Regions from separate parts of the Oryctolagus cuniculus genome. Here region 1 is linked to region 2. A link is a contact called in public Micro-C data. All regions are on one chromosome and are shown on one strand. Each heading gives the region's core, a stretch centred on a gene start, on an enhancer-like site or on the middle of the called end of the contact. The rest is flanking DNA. Distances are from core to core; before and after follow the strand shown.

What was found. A called contact is a pair of places that touch in the nucleus more often than the background predicts.
Region 1: a contact with region 2 is called in a Micro-C map of ear pinna, with 4 times the contacts expected there. The contact joins the promoter of SMNDC1 here to the promoter of SMC3 in region 2. A contact is called at or near these places in 5 of 6 Hi-C or Micro-C datasets (ear pinna, embryonic fibroblasts, psoas muscle and 2 more).

Annotation. Positions count from the first base shown.
Region 1 is chr15:19,934,517-19,941,235 of mOryCun1.1, forward strand. SMNDC1 (survival motor neuron domain containing 1) reads left to right here and starts at 5,131. Exons shown (of 7, transcript XR_007910936.2): 1 at 5,131-5,409; 2 at 6,489-6,608. It overlaps LOC138845308 (a long non-coding RNA gene), which reads right to left and starts at 5,137. Exons shown (of 2, transcript XR_011382284.1): 1 at 4,632-5,137. It also overlaps the pseudogene LOC108178451.
Region 2 is chr15:19,726,726-19,732,778 of mOryCun1.1, forward strand. SMC3 (structural maintenance of chromosomes 3) reads right to left here and starts at 1,701. Exons shown (of 29, transcript XM_002718739.5): 1 at 1,293-1,701; 2 at 333-408. The coding sequence starts at 1,307.

The sequences.
Region 1 (6,719 bases), core at 3,881-6,380, 210 kb after region 2:
AAATATATACCACTAAGAATGAATGATTGGAATACAGCTGATCATCCCTAATCTGAAACTCTGAAATCCAAAATCCTCCAAAACCCCAAAGCTTTTCAGTATGACATGATGTTGCTCCTTAGTAGTATACTGGTGCATGTACAACACAGAATAGCTGAAGATGTACACCCTAAGACTAGCAAGGCAATACAAAATTTCAGAGGGCAATTCAGGATTGCTATGACTGATGAATATGTGAGTATGTACACTGATCAACATCCATTTAAGGTTGTTTTCTCCTCAACATTAAATGGATGATGACACCTAAGTATCATCCCAAGATATATGTACATGTTCAATGCACTGTACACAAACACCGAATAGGCACAAAAAGGCAAGTAGCTTGCTCAGTAGCAAATCTCAATTAAACATTTAAAATACTTATGAGTAAATGAAGCAAAGTACATAAATAGCTATGACTATGTATACAACTGTAATTCATCACTTTAACCATCTGTTGAGATAGCAAAAAATGTGGGCATATCTGGGGCTACTTTTAGCCTTTTTTTTTTTAAGATTTATTTTATTTATTTGAAAGACAGAGTTACAGAAAGAGTTACAGAGAGAGAGGTCTTCCATCCACTGGTTCACTCCCCAGATGGCTGCAAGGGCAGGAGCTGCGCCAATCCGAAGGCAGGAGCCAGGAGCTTCTTCTGGGTCTCCCATATGGGTACAGGGGCCCAAGGACTTAGGCCATTTTCTACTGCTATCCCAAGCCATAGCAGAGAGCTGGATCGGGAGAGGAGCAGTTGGGACTAGAACCAGCACCCATATGGGATGCCGGCGCTTCAGGTCAGGGCGTTAACCTGCTGCACCACAGTGCCAGTCCTTGGGGCTACTTTTAGTAAGGCAAGTACAATCAAAGCTAAAGAAGGCAGTCTCCTAGTTGACCACCGTGCCCCTCAGTGGGCTGGCACATTGCCAAAGGCAGAAGCTCTGTCTTTCCTTAGTGGTTCCTTAGTTTCCTACAGTAGGGATAGGAAATAGCTGTATATTCTGATGACAATTTGGAGTCTAAACCTTTTATTTGATTTACTGGGGTTCAACAAAATAAATGCCAGGTTTAAAGAAGTAGAAATTTTAGATACTGCTCTTTTGAAGCATAACCCATGAAGTCTGAATGTGAATGTTTTAAGAAAATTAAGACATCGAAGGTGGATTTTGAGACTTCAAGTGAGGTGCTAAGTGCTATTTGAAGTAACACTCCTACTCAAAGCCTATTCTTGATCCATGTTGTCTTTAATACCACAAAGAATCATCATGAAAATGAAATGAATACCTATAAAGTGCTTAGAATGGTATCTGCTATGTACAACTGTTTTCATTTCTTTCTAGGAATTAAAATGCAATGTAATTTTTTTTTTTTTTTAAGATTCAGTTATTTATTTGAATTGAAGTTCTTGATTTTATATCCAAAGAGCTAGCATGACTTTCCATAGGGCTGACATCTTGGAGAATCCATTCAAGGAGCATGACTTAGTCCAGCTTAATGAAGCTGATATCTTTCGTGTACTGATGGAAACACTAGGGGCACATGTTGAGACCGGATTTCCAGATCAGACTGTACTGGTTAGAGCAGACGTGGCAAAAGGGGGAAACCTGGCTGAATTTTCACGGTTGGCTCCAGTAGAGCTGCTAGTGACCTATCTTGCTTTCAGGAGTGCAATGAGGCAAAAGGTTATTTGAAAGTCAGAGCGACAGAGGGGGAGGACAGAGAGACTATCCACCTTATTGATTCACTCAATAGCCCACAACAGCAAGGTTTAGGCCAAGCCAAAGCTAGGAGCCAGGAACTCCCATGTGGGTGGGTGGGGAACCCAAGTAGTTGGGCCATCATCCACCTCCTTTCATGTACATTAACAGGAAGCTAGATCAGATGCCTAGATGGGGAGATTAAAAGCAAGCCTAGGGGCCGGCACTGTGGCGCAGCGGGTTAACACCCTGGCCTGAAGTGCTGGCATCCCATATGGGTGCTGGTTCATAGACGCGGCTGCTCCACTTCCCATCCAGCTCTCTGCTATGGCCTGGAAGAGCAATGGAGGATGGCCCAAGTCCCTGGGCTCCTGCACCCACGTGGAGGACCTGAGGGAAGCTCCTGGCTCCTGGCTTCAATTCGGTGCAGCTCCAGCTGTTGTCAACTGGGGAGTGAACCATCAGATGAAAGACCTCTCTCTCTCTGCCTCTCCTCTCTCTGTGTAACTCTGACTTTCAAATAAATAAATAAATCTTAAAAAAAAAAAAAAAAAGCAAGCCTAGAAACAAAACTATCAAGATGGTATAGTAATCTATACTGGAACTTATAAGAGATATTTCCCTATTTTCTGGTCTAAGGGGTTCAGGAATAGAACTATAAAGTTTACTTTATACTCAAGTAGGATCCCTGACATCAGTTCTTATACACAACTAGAAGAGCAGTTGTCAAAAACTACATTTTATCTTATGCAAATAAGGGAAAGTACATCCCTTCCAGTTTGTCTCCCCTTTTTAATTCTAGCTTCACAATGCTGCCCTCTGCAGCCTGGTCAGCTCTTGCTTGTTGACTGCCATCCCAACCACACTTGCAAATCTGACCCTAGCCTCTATTGGTTATGTACAGCACTGTGAGGACTTTGCGTGTGTGTGTGTGTGGAGAATAGAAGTCGCCTTCAAAAGTAGGCAGAAGAAACTAAAGCAAGATGCCCCTAGTTCCAGAGAATCCACCCAAGAGGAGGACTTTCCTATGGGCTAGCAGAAGCTCCCAAATGCCAGGAAAGATTCCTTCCTGGCATCCACACAGACTGTCTCTCAGGCCTTTATGCTTTTCTAAAATATTGAAATAAAATTATACTTATGGTTAGAAAAAAAGGGCAAACAGTAAAAACGGTAACAAGTGAAAACATTTGGCTTCCATTCTAAACCCCTAGACAGGTTTGTGTACCCATGTAGAACTCATGTAACTGCATTATTAAAAACACACACTTGAAGGCTAGCAATCGTGGTACTGCGGGTTAAGCCACAGCCTGTGTTGCCAGCACCTCGTATGAGCAGCATCCCGTATGAGCCTCAGTTCAAGTCCAGGCTGCTCCGCTGTAGATTTAGCTCCTTGCTAACGGCCTGGGAAAAGCAGCAGCAGATGGTCTACCTCAGTTCAAGTCCAGGCTGCTCCGCTGTAGATTTAGCTCCTTGCTAACAGCCAGGGAAAAGCAGCAGCAGATGGTCTACCTCAGTTCAAGTCCAGGCTGCTCCGCTGTAGATTTAGCTCCTTGCTAACAGCCAGGGAAAAGCAGCAGCAGATGGTCTAAGTGCTTGGGCCCCTGCCACCCACGTGGGAACCCTGGATGGAGGTCCTGGCCCCAGCCTTTGTAGCCATTTGCGGAGTGAACCAGCAGATGGGAGATCTTTCTCTCTGCAACACTGCCTTTTGAAAAATATTTATTTATTCATTTATTTGAAAGAGTTAGGAGAGAGGAGAGAGGAGAGAAGAGAGGGAGGTCTTCCATCCACTGGTTCACTCCCCAGTTGGCCGCAACTGCGCCAATCCGAAGCCAGGAGCCAGAAGCTTCTTCAGGGTTTTCCAAGCGGGTGCAGGGGTCAAGGTCTTGGGCCATCTCCCACTGCTTTCCCAGGCCAGAGCAGAGAGCTGGATTGGAAGTGGAGCAGCCGGGTCTTGAACCAGCACCCATAAGGGATGCCGGCACTGCAGGCGGTAGCTTTACCGGCTACACCACAGCACCAGCCCCCAAATAAATAAATCTTAACACATACACACACCCATTTCTTTTGTTATTTATTTGAAAGGTAGAGTTACAGTGAAGGGAGAAAGACGGAGATCCTTCATTCTTTGGTTCACTCCCCAGATGGCCACAACAGCCAAAGCTGAGTCAGGTTCCTGGAACTCCATCCAGGTCTCCCTTGTGGGTCCAGGGGTCCAAGCACTTGGGCCATTTTCTGCTACTTTCCCAGACCCATTAGCAGGGAGCTGGATTGGAAGTAGAGCAGCCAGAACTCAACGTGGAGCCCAAATGGGATGTTGGCACTGCAGGCAGAGGCTTAACCAGGGGGCCACAAGCCAGCACCTATGAGTTTCTTTTTTAAGCATAAATGCAGTTTCTCCCCATTCCCCTCTCTTTTCCTCTTCTTCCTTCATCTTTCTCTTGCCCTCTTTCTTTGCCCCTCTTCTCTCCCCTCCCCACTTCCCCTAAAAATAAAAAGAAATGTTCCTATCACTCTACTTATCATCTGTGATTACAACTTGAGACTGTTCCCGAGGGGAGATTAAACTAATTATTTAAAGCCAAAAGGGCGGCTGGCGCTGTGGCGTAGCGGGTAAAGCGCCCCCTGCAGTGCCAGCATCCCGTGTGGGGGCGGGCCTGAGTCCCGGCTGCTCCACCTCTGATGCAGCTATGGCCGGGAAACGCAGTCCAGTGTGGGAGACCTGGAGGAAGCTCCTGGATTCTGGTTTCCGAGTGGGCCAGCTCTGGCCGCTGTGGCCATCTGGAGTGAACCAGCGGATGGATCGATCTTCTTTGCCTCTTCCTCTCTGTAACTCTGCCTTTCAAATATAAATAAATCTCAAAAAAAGAAAAACAAATAGGGCTACGAAATAAACCAACCTCTTCTCTCATAGGTTCCGCCACAATTTAAACAGCTTTCAGTTGCCACTGAGACGTTTTTCGCTTTTGTATTGTACACAGCGGTGGTTTCAACTTGAGTGGACGCTGGGTCACCTAACGGGCTTGTTAACACAGACTGCTGCACCCACCCACAGCTTCTAGCCTCCGGCCACCCGGGGCGGCGAATCTGCGTTTCTAACGCCAAGAGGAGTAGATGAGGCGAGTTCGGGACCCGCGCTTTGAGAGCCAATTAGCAGCGTAAAGGCTGCAGCGTACCTCCCACCACCACGGGCCCAGGAGACACACGAGATTACTATTCCGGGAACCTCAGTAAAAACCTCACAACAGCGCCAACCGCGCCCCACACCAAATACTCTACGCTTCAGCCGGAACTTAGGTAAGACTAACGTATATTCTGCGCCGGGCGCACCTCAGTTACGCCACTTCCGTTGCATTTGGCTCCGCCTACCAGGCGACGCTAACGCGAATAAAGCGGACCGCTTAGAGGGCGCGAGGAGTCACGTGGGTAGAGGAACCTCTCGCGAGGGTTTCTAAGTCTCGCGAGACTTCATTTGCCTCTCTGTCTTTTCCTCTTTCCAGCTCCCGGCTTTCCTCCCCTCCCCCTCTCTGCGGACTGAGTTCTTCCTTTTCACACCGAGTGGCCTTGTTGTCGTCGCGGAGATATTTCCTACTGCTGCTGCTCCTGTCGCCGTCGCCGCCATCACTGGGCTCATTTGCCCCCTTCCCTTCCCGCCGCCCCGTCCCCACCCCACACAAGGTAACAAACCCCGTTCGGGAGGGTTAGGCCGCGCCGGGCCTCGGCCTCTCCCGAGTGGAAGCGGAGGCCCGAGGCCGAGGAGCTGGCTTCGCCGCGGAGGTCTGGGCGCCGGCGAGCGTGTTCAGAGCCACTGCCTCCGACGCCGAGTGGAGCCTCGAGCCGCCCCGGCCGGCGTGGGGCCTGGGTGCGACTGGGACGCCGACGGCGCCCAGAGCCTCTGGCGGTTTCCTTGGCGGCTGATTTGTTGTTGGAATTTTGAGAGGTGACACGATCGGCCGAGCTTGGGGGGGTTTCGGGGTGCTGGCTCCTGGGGGGAGAGCCGCCTGGCTTGCTTCAACAAGCCTGTGGGGTCTTTCCGGGTCCCGGGCTTGCTTGGACGGGAGTTTTGAGAAAGTGCAGGGCTCTTGGACACCCTGAATGTTTGCTTAGAAATCTTCGAGGAAAGGTGAGTTCGCGTCTTTCGGGGGAGAACGAGCTGTGTTTGGCGGAAGGCGCGTTCCTTACAGTACGTAAATAAACCGTGTTTGAGCTGTTTTCTGTTACTGAAGAAGTGCATAGACACGTACTTAAGTGGGTGAAAGAGTTCGGGGAAAGAATTTGGTAAGGCGCTCTGTGGAATAGTTCGCGGAGAGGGAGTGAGTTGTGTAACTCAGAACCCTTTTCACGTGGCCTTGGAAGCATTCTTTCATGCCCAGAAACTTTTTTCTGACAGTTTATGGATTTTTCCCACAGATTCATGCGTTTTAAAGGTGTAACAACCTTACCATTGAACCCAGAAGAGTGCCTTTCAGAGTTTAAAGAAAATTGGAATGTCCCTTTCCCTCTTTATTGCTTTTTCTGCTTTTTTTTTTTTTATATGGAATTCATCTCCCACGGTTGTAGTTTTCAGAATCTATCGCCTTGATCCTTGTACTTTAGGTTGTTTCGACCAAGACTACGTAATGGTGGTAAATGAAGGTGCAGCATTAATAAGGAGTTAGAAGCAAAACTGGTTAATTCAGGGAGGTAGAGAAATTCTTCCTTATGGTTGGAGTTTTGGTTTAATTTTTATAGTGTGACCCTTTTATATTTCCCCTCAGATGTCCGAGGATCTAGCAAAGCAGCTGGCAAGCTACAAAGCTCAACTCCAGCAAGTGGAAGCTGCATTGTCTGGAAATGGAGAAAATGAAGATTTGCTAAAACTGAAGAAAGATTTACAAGTAAGTATGGGTGGCCAGTTGTAGTTAGCATTGCTTGAAAAGCATATTTCTGTGTTTTTCACGTGATTCGTTGCTTAGAAACCATAGGTAACGCGACATACCCTTCAGAGG
Region 2 (6,053 bases), core at 451-2,950:
CTTTGAAGTAACACACTAGCGAACACTGTAACTAGGATATGACAAGTCAAGGACAGAATAGCTAAATTTAGTGTCAGTCACTAAAAACTTATAAGCTATTAAAATTTGTTGATACATACAAATGAGTAAGTTTTATAATTGAGTTATCCAAACATTTTGTTTAAAGCAAGCAATTCATCAGTGCAGGTTAAAGACACGCAAATTATTTCACAGAGGGAAAAAAACGTTCATATTCAAAGACAATTCCTGTCCCTTTAAGCCTATAGGTACAGATGGACAGAGGCTCTACATTGTTATAGATCAATCTGACCCAGTAAGCCGCAAACACTTACCAATAACATTATGTTTTGAGCTGAAGGGATCTACAATCGTTTGATCTCTGTAACTTCGAAAACCCTGGATAATCACCTAATAAATAAGAGACATTTTGAGAACCCTCCTAAAAAGAAATACTGCGACATCAACATTTTTCTTTTGCATGTCTTTCATCCCAATGCACGTTCGAAAACTTCCAGTTTCACATAAGCAAAACTCACGCTGGAAAATGGTGATTAAAAACCTGTTAAAAGCAGCCCTTTGTCCAGGAACTGCTGCCGGTGCAGAGTTGTTTTCTGAGCTACAGCCGATAAGCTGCAGAGCTCCCACGCCGTCCGAAGGTCTAGCGACCCCCAGCAGGGAGACGGGTCCCGCCTCCTGGACCCTCCCAAGGACCCGCACCCGCCCGCACGAAGGTACCCACCCCGCAGAGGAGGGTACCTCGCGCACCCAACAGACCGCTGCCCCCAAGCCGCGCGGGAAGACCATTTGACAGAAGTAAACAACTGGCTGTGGGCGCGTTACGCTCCCTGCACCAAGACCGTCCCCTCTCCCTCGCGGGGCATCCGGGGAGCCGAAGGGCCTCCCCCGGGGTACAGCGGACACCTCCGCCAGTGCCAGCGACGCTCCCGGGCCGGGCCTTTCCACACCTGCCACGCAAGTGGTCCGTGGACGACACAACCTTCCCGCCAGCGGCCGCCCCCGGCGCGGGCCCGCCCGGTGAAGGCCCGGTCCCTCCGGCCCGCCCCTCCGGCCCCTCGGCCCCTCTCAGGGGTCCTGCCCGCTGCAGAAGAGCGCACTCGGATCCGAACGCCCCTGCTCTCCGCAGCCCGCGCAGCCCCGCCGCTCGCGCAGCTGGGGTCCCTCCCCTCCCCCGCAAGCCCTAGGTCCAGCCTGCGGCTGGCTCCGCGACACCCCCGCCTCAAGCAGGGGTCCTCACAGGCCTGGGAGGGCTGGAAGGGACGCATAGGCCTCACCTGTTTTATGTACATGGTTCCGCGCCCCAAGCCGGGGAAAAGACCTCTCCCCTGGACTGCAACAGAGGGGCGGCAGTGTCAGGTGAGGCGTCTACGCGACCCCTCCCCCAAGGCGCCGCTCGCTCCCCTCCAGCCAAACAAAATGGCGGCTCCCGGGGAGGCGGAGTCCGCCCCTCAGACGGAACCACACTCGCAGCCCCAACTGAGTGTAGGGGGCGACAGGTTCAAGTTAGCTCTCTCTTTGTGGGAAAAAGCAGCATTCTACAGCGTTCTCGGCTCGGTTTCACTTGATTCTGAGAAGCTGTGGCTGGCCCTTTCCGGAGACTTAGTCGGAAACTTCCATCGGAGAAAACGGGACCGTGAGATTGGGCCGCGCTCCCTCTAAGCGCGGAGCCAATGGGCGCGCCCACAAGAGGGAAAAGGTTCGGCGCCAAAGCCGAGAGGGAGATGCCGAGGACCAATAGCGGAGCGGCCGGCGGCCACGTGGTCTGGGGCTGGTTTTAAAAAAGCGGACCCCGCGCGTCTGCGCGCGTCCCCGGATCGCTGGTGACGACTGGAATTCCGCGTGCAGCCTGCTGCTCCATTATTGTGTCTCGCGCCGTAGGAACTTGACATGCTTGGAACGCCCCCTCCTGGTTGCGAGCGGTCTTCGCGCAGGACCGCTCCCCAGGAACTTGGAGATGCTGGAAAGCCGGTTTCAGTAACCGGGTAGTGAATACCCGGGAGCTGCTACCGCGTGCCGAGGCAGCCCTGTGCGGTTGCAGCCGGGATTTAGATGAGGTTAAACACGGCTTTGTTTGTTTTAAACAGCCTGAGAGAGCTTACGTACTTGTGGCAAACCTAGGGGTATCTGATCCCTGTTGGCCCTAGGAGAAAAGGCATTATTTGTTTGGATCTCCGTAGCCAGGAAGTTACCTGCAGGGAGGAGAAAATCGCTACCCATCCTAACGCCCATCCGGGGGGCAGATGCTTCTCTGTTCCCAGGTTGAACGATTTTTAATAGCCTGTTGGCGCTCTCTTAACCAGTCCTCCCTTGGCGGCCTTTATCTGCAGCCTCCTTTATCTAAAGCCTGGATCAAGTCCTTGGCAGCCCTTGGCTTAAAAATTATGTAATAAAATAATAAAATAACGTCTTCGAACATTTCACTTGGGTATTGGCATCTCTGTCCTGTCAATTTGAGATTCTGGGTGTATCATTAATTTCAAAGTTTTAAGCCTCCAATGCCTTGTCAATGAAGTATGGATGATAAAACCACTTCATATTTAGAATTAAAAACACGAGAGCTTTGGGCAAAGGTTAAGACTCCCCTCCCCACCCCCATAGGAATTCTTGGTTTGAGTTCCAGCTCCTCCCATCCAGCTCCCTGCTGATAAACATGTGGAACAATAGGTGATGGCCCAAGTGCTTGGGTCCTTGCCACCCAAGTGAGAGACCTGGATTGAGTTCTGGGCTCCTGGCTACAGCCTGGGCCAGTCCAGGCCCCATCTGGGGAGTGAACCAGGGGACAGAAGATATTTCTCAGCCTTTTAAATAAAATGAAAAATAAAGAATGAAACTTTTAAATATACATTTTAAAAAATGAGCAGGAGCCAGCGCTTTAGCATAGCGGGTAAAGCTGCCGCCTGCAGTGTCAGCATACCATTTGGGCGCTGGTTCAAGTCCCGGCTCCTCCACTTCCAATCCAGCTCTGCTATGGCCTGGGAAAGCAGTAGAGGATGGCCCAAGTACTTGGGCCCCTGCACCTGCCTCGAAGACCTGGAGGAAGCTCCTGGCTTCTGATCAGCACAGCTCTGGCCGTTGTGGCCATCTGGGGGAGTGAACCAGCAGATAGAAGACATTCTCTCTCTCTCTCTCTCTCTCTCTCTCTCTCTCTCTGCCTCTAACTCTGCTTTTCAAATAAATAAATAAATCTTTTAAAATGACAATCTACTTTTTCAAAACACAAGAGCTGAAACAAGTGTGTGGCAGAAAGATATCAGAAAATTGACTGCTTCAAAGAGAGGTAAGGGAATTCCCTAGGGGGTGATGATACTATTCTATATCTTTATAGAAGTTTGGGATCCTAGGTTTATGCATTTATCAAAATCCAGTGAGTGTTGACTCAAGAGCTTTGCACTTCATTGTATGGGAATTTTACATAAAAGAAAGAATAAACATGAAATTTTAGTTTAATGATATGAATGGTGACGTATTTAGAGAGACTTACACAGTATTGATGTCTGAAACTTGGAAATGTGCTCCAAAATTAGATGGATTAATGGATGGATAGTCAAATGGACAGATGAGATAAAGCAAGTATACTAAAACAATAATGGGAAAATTGTGTATTAAGTATACAGAATTAACCAAAAAAAAAACCCTTTTAACTCTTGTGTTTTGAAAATTTTTAGAACATGTTAGGAGATAAAAGTCTTACAAGATCCTCAACACTCCAGGCCATTGTACCTCTCTGACCTCAACCCCTGCAAGCCACGTTTAAGAACCCCAGGGATCCCCTGCCTGGGGTGGGATGGAGGGTGGGCGGGGTTGCACTTGCCCTTCATAATGCCTGCAAGTCTGTCCCCTCCTATGTCATTAGACTTTATCTCCCACCTTCTGCAGAAGGAAGACTCTAAACTGGCCCCTCAGACTTCTCTCCTGCAGTAGAACCCTGTATGAGGTCTTCCCTACAGGTGTGCATGGGACCTGAGAAGATGATGGGCACCACTCCTGTAACTATTCACAGTATGTGGCAAAAGTGGAGGGATTTTGCAGATGTAATGCAGATCCCTAATTGGTTGACTTTGAGTTAATGAAAAAGGTGAGGCCCAGCGCTGTGTGTAGCAGGTAAAGCTGCAGCTTGCAGTGCCAGCACCCTATATGGGTGCCAGTTTGAGATCTGGCTGCTCCACTTCCAATCCAGTTCCCTGCTAATGGCCTGGGAAGGCAGTGGAAGATGGCCCAAGTTCTTGGGCCCCTGCACTCGCATGGGAGACCTGGAAGATGCTCCTGGCTCCTGTCTTTGGATCAGCTCAGCTCCAGCCATTGCAACCATTTGGGGAGTGAACCAGCATATGGAAGACCTCTCTGCCTCTTCCTCTCTGTAATAAGTAAATAAGTAATAATTTTTAAAAATCAGATTAAAAAACAAAAAAAGGAGGTACTCTCCAGGGAACCTAACCTAATCAGATGATTCCGCAGATAGCCATTTGGTGGGGAATGACAGGTGGCTTCTAGGGGGGCCAAGGAGCAACTACAAGGAGTTGAATCTGCCCAAACTCACAAGCTTGGACGAGGCCCCCTGAGACTCAGATGAAATTGCAGCCTGGCCAACACCTTGTTTTCAGTCTGACAGTACCCAAGCAGAGGAGCTACTTCCTGTGCCCAGACTTCCAACTGTATTTCAAAAAATTCTGAGGTCGTAGAGTTTTTCTCACTACCATTCTTGCTGCAACTGGAGGTAGTTTACAGTGTCTGGAGCAATAGACTCCAAGGACAATGAGGTGAGATTCAGGAACAAGGATCAAGTGCATGAGGGGTATGACCTTGGATGTTATAGCTTCTCACTGGCTTCCTTATCTCCCGTCTACTGCTCCACCTCTCTGCTAGTTTAGTTCACAAAGTGCATTGGTCATGCCCTTGGGTGTTGTCTGGTTATGCTCTGGTGGACATAGGTAAGCACATTTTGCATTTTATCATCAGACTTGGAGACCTGGTTATCAAAGAGACCTGTGTCTCTTAAAATGGAACCAGTCTTGCTATGCATGGTGTCCCTGTCTATTTTCATCTTTAAGCTACACAGACTTTTCACGGTGCCACTCAATCCTTGGTCAGGAAGTAGATGCCTCCCTATTGCTGAGTTCCTATTCAATGCTTATGGTCCCCGAGATATGGAGCTGTCACTCAGAGGAGTTCCCCAATGAGACTTTTCTCTTAGTGACTTCTCAGACTTCAAATCCCAATTATCTAAGAGAAATCCTGGGAAATTGCCATCCAGCAAGATGAATGCATAGCGTTTGTAGGAAGATGAGGCTTGGAGAAGACAAAATATTTCACAGATACATACAAGACGCTGCAAAACTTCTTGAAGGGCCTCAGGGAAAAAAGTGGAAGAGACCTGTAATGATTCCCAACAGCTAAAGACCAAACCCTCAAAAAAAAAAAAAAAAAAAAAAAAAAAAAAAAAGACCAAACCCTCTGCCTCCTGGGGAATCAAGATCTTCATCTTCTAATCGGATAACACTAAGAAGACTGTCGTCATTGGAAAAATCCAGTCATTCAAAATTGATTTTTAAAATGTCAAAAAAAAAAATCTTGAATGCCTTTGTTTTACTTCTCTATTTAACATTTATGCTTCCATAAATTTCAAATTTTCAGTTCTCACATGAGTATATGTTGACATTTTGTTTAACTTGTTAATGAAGGAAATCAGTAAGATGACAACTCTGGTTTAAAAGAATGTAAGAAACCAAAATGTATATGGTTATTGAAAAAAGACTGAAATATTATTCCTAACTTAGACACAAAACTGGTAAATATTCTACAGAGTGATAAACTGTGACCTTTAAGTTTATCTTTTCTATCAGTTAAAAGAAATTCATTATATTTCATGAGGCTTTTTTTTTCTAGGTTTTTTTTTTTTTTTTTTTTTTTTTTGACAGGCAGAGTAAACAGTGAGAGAGAGACAGAGAGAAAAGTCTTCCTTTTTTTCCATTGGTTCACCCTGCAATGGCCGCTGCGGCCTGTACACCGCGCTGATCCGAAGCCAGGAGCCAGGTGCT